2 separate regions of the Sus scrofa genome follow, and region 2 is linked to region 1. A link is a contact called in public Hi-C data. All regions are on one chromosome and are shown on one strand. The core of a region is the stretch at or near the end of the contact, and the rest is flanking DNA. Distances in the headings are between cores, read along the strand shown. Region 1 overlaps KALRN (kalirin). Region 2 overlaps KALRN (kalirin).

Region 1 (2,700 bases), core at 109-2,608:
TTTTGTTAGGGCCACACCTGTGGCATATGGAGATTCCCAGGCTAGGGCTGGAATCAGAGCTGCAGTTGCTGGCCTCCACCGCAGCCACAGCAACACCAGAGCTCACGGCAATGCCAGATCCTTAACCCACTGAGCGAGGCCAGGGATCAAACCCATGTCCTCATGGATACTAGTCAGATTCGTTTCTGCTGAGCCACGACAGGAACTCCAGGAAACGAATTTGGATTAGAAATCCCCATGAAGCAATTAATGTGCTCAACACGTGGACATTCCCAGCTCTACCCAACAATTCGTGCTTTATACATTCTCAGAAACACCTGGAACTTTTCATGAAAAGTGACCATCAACTATTTATAGAACAAATCCCAACAAAAATCAAGGAGTCAGTACTGTATAGGCCAAACTGCAACCACCGTGCAATTAAGTTAGAAAGCAGTAGCAAGAAGATAATTTTTTTAAATCTCATTTGTAGATTTTAAAACATGTCTACTGCAATTGGGTCAAAGAAAAAAATCGTGGTTGAAGGAAAAACAGAACTAAATGATAATGGAAATACTTAGGCGATAAGGAGCTAGTTCAAAGAGAGATGCTGTTGCTGTTTGGGATTGTGTTGGATTTTTTTAAAAATTGTGGCTTGTTTTATACCCTCTTAGAGATGAGCGGAGGTAGGACTATTTTCTAAATTTTTAGAGAAATGTTTTCTAAAAACTGAGAAAATCATGTCTGCAAGATTGGAAACGTCAAGGTTTGGTTAAACCTCCAAACCGGAAATCCTACCTCAATTTGTTTGTTTTCCAATTTTATTGCCAAATCTCATCATCTGAAATACCTTTCCCACTCCCTCTGAACATAGAGTCACATGAAACAAGCACAAAGAGACTAGAAAGAAGAGGCAGAGTATAGAAATCATGTTTCATTCAAGGTAGCTCTGAGATGAGTTTAGGACACTTGCGTTGTTTTGTCTGACCAGCCTGGTTCCCTCAGCGCTCTCAATATATAGTTTTGAACTGTGTTTTGTGACAGGTGATGAAGGATTTAGCAAAAACAGGTGTTTTTCTTCTGGAGTCAGTTGACACCTGGTTTTCTAGATTAATGAGGATTTCACCCTCATTCTCAGGTCTCGGAGTCAGAATCTTGGACACTGACTGGCCATAAAAATAGACTCCAGATTTCCTCAAGCTCAGCTTGTTATTCATTGCTGGTTGATTTTCCCTGTAAGCCTTTCCTGTTGCTTCGCCACCCTCCCACTTTAAAGAAAACCCAAGCAAAAACGACTGGAATTGTCTCCAGTAGGAAGAAGCAGAGTTAGCCATGGGCTGCATTGTGGTGGTTCTCGGAGGAGGCACCTGCCGCCCTCTGCTGTTCAAATAAAACCAGATTCCTGACAGCTCTTGCCCACAGGGTCTACACAGCCTCCTCCTCCTGGACGCAGGTCTCCCAGCCAGAGAACGTGCGTTTTATAGAAACAAAGTCATCTTCCCTCCGCTCCCGCTTCCTTCCGATCCTCATGGGCCCCCAAAGTGTTTCTAAGGAAGGAAAAGATTAGGCTTCAGGGAACGTGCAGCTTGTGATTAACCCTTCAGGTCCCAGGTCCTTGCCCAAACCACTCATGATCATTAGACAAGATGGTCAGAAGGCCCAGGTTAGAGTCTGCTCACGAGTGACCTCAGTTACTGTGATTGAACAAATCCTGCCTGGCCTACTGTACTCAGGGTGCTAAGCAACACGACAGAGGGTACCTAAAACACAGGGACAGGTTACGCTCTTCAGCAGGTTCATAAGTCTGGTAGGGGAGTTTCCATTGTGGCTCTGTGGGTTAAGAACTCGACGTAGTCTCCATGAGGATGCAGGTTCAATCCCTGGCCTTGCTCATGGCGTTAAGGATCTGGCATTGTTGCAAGCTGCAGCTCAGATCTGGTGTGGCTCTGGCTATGATGCAGACCTGCAGCTACAGCGCCAATTCAACCCCTAGCCTGGGAACTTCCATATGCCGCAGGTGCAGCCCTAAAAAGGAAAAAACAAAACAAAAAGAAAATAAGAAACAAAAAAACAAGTCTGGTAGGGCAGTTATCGTGCAGGGAGGATGTTATGCTGGATGGCAGCACGTGCTCAGTGTCATGGGGACCAGCCTCTGGGAGAGCAGAGAGGAGGGACTATCACAATGGGCTAAACCTCAGACCCTGACTCAGACCCAATGAGATTCCAGAACAAGTCATGTTCCAGATTCATGGAAATCGGAAAACACTCCAAGTTCCTTACAAGGCATTTTCTCAATTCTCCCTCCCCCGGTTAGGACCCCACCGTTGACAATTGTTACGGATTTGACAAAATTCAGCAGAGCGCTTATGTGCCAGATATCGTGCTAGACTCTGAGGCAATGACAGTGAAGGAAATGTGGCCCTTGCCCGCATGGGCCTTGTAGTCCACAGGGGGCTGGAGACAAGTACAAAGATACCGTGTGAGAAGGGTGGCCCTCCTCCAGTCCACACGCTGATTTGTTTCAAAGGAAGAGGAGGAAACATGAGGGGGGGCATCGTCTATGGGCACGATCCGGAGTCAGGGTTAGGAAAACATTGGTAGGGAGTCTTCCCGGGCTCCTGGTCCTTCCTGGGGGAGGTTGAACAGGGGAACTGGGAAAGATGGGCTGGAGAGCAAGGCTGTGGAGCAAAGGTCAGCAGGCAGGGCTTTGACGTCGAGGAT
Region 2 (2,700 bases), core at 146-2,645, 110 kb before region 1:
AAGCTGGGGCTTAACTTTTTCAGCAGGAGGCAGACAGGTGACACCTGGGGCAGGCACAGAGGGACAGAGGGACACATTTGCAGGGCATAGTTGAAAATGGAGAGGAAGAGCTGCCTAGTGATCTAGTCCCTGGAGTCTAGGAGCTGCCACCAAGGGGATAGAGGCACCCACAGGGCCCGCAGTGGTGCCATGCTTAGACCACATCAACAGGCGTAATTAGGGGAAGAGAGTACTATGCAGAATGCTGGCAATCATGCTTTATTTTTGTAAACCTTGCTATTTTAATAACATATAACCTGGCAGTGGTCATCCACGTGGACATTATATAATTTTGAAAGACGTAATTGGAGCTCAAATTAAATATAAAAGCAATGTACGTGTTTCTGGTCACTGATGATTATGATCTCAGTTCTGCTTCTTTACATAAACATGAAACCTCTACCTTATGTCCAGTCTTGGTCTGTCTCCAGATTCCTTCTTCTGCCACAAAAAAATGAACGAACTGATTTCCTAGAACTCCCCCTGTCCTTTGTCTTTTCTCAGGGAACAGGTGTTGTTCAGTTTATATTTCTCATATGCTTCCCATGTAAATTCCCACGTATAAGTTAGTTTAGTGGCTTGCAGATAGTAGATATTCAAAACCAACTGTTTGTTGAATAAATGATCAGTTCTTTGGCAAGACCCTTAGAATTTAGGCCACAGTCACAAGTAGAAGCCAAGACTGAATAATTTGGGGACGATTAGGAGCCACCCTGGTATCAGGCATCAGGCAGTTCACAGGCCGGAAATCTACAGGCAGATGCGGTTAGGTAACTGGAGAGCATAGCAGGCCGTGGGAGAATGAGTCAAAGTCCCAGCTGTCAGAGTTTGAGAAAGTGAAAATGTGTGAGTCCAGGTGCTTCCTAAGTGGTGTATTTTCCATGCAGGAGCTAATCCCATAGTCCCAAGGTCCGCGGTCCTTAGCCCTCATTTCGCGTTGAAATCACTTGCAGAGCTTCTTCAGGACTCTAGCTAGCACTCTGGCTCACCATCTGGGAGTGGGCGCTGGAAGTGACATTCTCTGCTGGAGGAAAAGGCAGGCAAGTGACTGGTTACGGTGCAGGTGGGGCAGGCAGGCCTGTCCTCTGTGGTCGCCAGAAACCCTGAGCACAGCCTTCACTGGGCAGGTCCTGCAGAGGGCATGTCCTGTATTTGGCACTTAAAAAGGTTCTCTAGGCCTGAGTTGGGGCAAAGTTGCTGTTCCTTCTGTCACTGGGCTGAGTTCTCATTAGGAAATGTGGATAAATACCGGGATTTTTTTTTGGAAAACTCTGTTCCTGTAAATTCGAGGAGAATAACTCGAAAGGACAACATTGCACCCGTGTCTCTCGGTGAAAAGGGCAGACGCCTGCGGTCATGGTCCAGTGTTCCTGAAGCCCGTGTGACAGGGCGTTCCTACTGGTTCCCGATACCAAGCCCAGCACTGTGATATACCCGGCTCAGTGTGTCTGCAGGCTGAGACCAGCAGGAATTCTTTGGGGTTCACTGTTGTGGGGAATGGAGATGAGATAAAATGGACACATAGGGAGGGAAAGAGCGTAATTCATGTAAGATGGACTCTGACTGGAAGCATCATTGAAGACAGACCATGACAAAAATAAGGGGAAGGCTCAAGCATTTGTTTGGAAATTAGGAACACTCTAAAGATATTGCTACAGCTTGGTGGCTCTTAGCCTGAACTTTGGGAGTGGGTGGGGTGGGGTTTGAAAACCTTGAGATTATAGATATTCTGCTGTCTTATGCAAAAAGACAGGGCTCAGATGAGGTCCCGGGATAGACAGGCTTTGGGGAGAAGTGTATCTAGTTATCCAGGAGATGGCATCCAGCCTCTCTCATTTCATCCTTTCCTCCACATTGGCTTTATTCTCAGGCGGCTTATGCCTATGTGGTTATGGCAATACGGTCTCCCACTGCTTCATGTTAACAGGCCACCAACTTAGAAATCTTCTGGGAAGGAATTGTTGCTCTCCCAGGAGTTCTTGCTAAGACCTCCTGGTTTATGACCTTTGGCTGAAATTGGGTCATGTGCTAAATGTGACCATTCCCTGGCTGGCCAAGCCCAGGTCATGGGCCCATCCTTAGAGTGGAGGGTGGACAGAGGGAGGATGTGGACTACATCCAAAAACATGGTCTGAGACTGGAGGAGGGCTGGCTCCTCAAGGAAAAATCAAAGTGCGATTACAAAAAGAGGGGACATAGCTTGCAGACAGGAGGGGGAAGATGTAATACACTAGCAGCTCTCAAAGTGTGGCCCCTGTACCCACAGCATCAACATCCTCTGGGAACTGGTAGAAATGCAGATCCTCAGACCCCACCCCAGACCTGTAGAATTGGAAAATCTGGGAGTAGGACCCAGAAATCTGTGTTTTAACTCAATCTCCTGGAATTCTGATGCCTGCTCAAGTTTGAGAGCTACTACACTATACCATGGTTCTCAAACTGTGCTGCATGTTACAAACACCTGGGGACCTTTAAAAACCCCTGGTGCATGAAATGCCCATTTTGGCGCAACAGGATTGGTGGCATCTTGGGAGTGCCAGGATGCAGGTTTGATCAGCAGCCTGGCACAGTGGGTTAAGGATCTGGCGTTGCCTCAGCTGCAGTTCAGGCCCCAGCCGTGGCTGGGATCTGATCCCTAGCCTGGGAACTCCATGTGCCTCA

What was found. A called contact is a pair of places that touch in the nucleus more often than the background predicts.
Region 2: a Hi-C map of liver shows a contact between it and region 1, with 2.2 times the contacts expected there. The contact joins two enhancer-like sites. A contact is called at or near these places in 3 of 5 promoter capture datasets (fetal liver, liver and skeletal muscle), 27 of 47 Hi-C or Micro-C datasets (adipocytes, adipose tissue, alveolar macrophages and 15 more) and 1 of 2 datasets of contacts at active chromatin or transcription factors (skeletal muscle).

The regions. Positions count from the first base shown.
Region 1 is chr13:135,683,444-135,686,143 of Sscrofa11.1, reverse strand. The region is part of intron 55 of KALRN (kalirin); the gene reads left to right. Among named protein-coding and RNA genes, the nearest start is that of UMPS, 34 kb to the right of the region's middle. Within about 2 kb of position 1,358, at least 6 of the 83 cell types and tissues checked have an H3K27ac peak or open chromatin away from gene starts, as enhancers often do. A contact at or near this core is called in liver, where this site is marked.
Region 2 is chr13:135,789,091-135,791,790 of Sscrofa11.1, reverse strand. All of the region lies in intron 38 of KALRN (kalirin), which reads left to right. Among named protein-coding and RNA genes, the nearest start is that of UMPS, 140 kb to the right of the region's middle. Within about 2 kb of position 1,395, at least 4 of the 83 cell types and tissues checked have an H3K27ac peak or open chromatin away from gene starts, as enhancers often do. A contact at or near this core is called in liver, where this site is marked.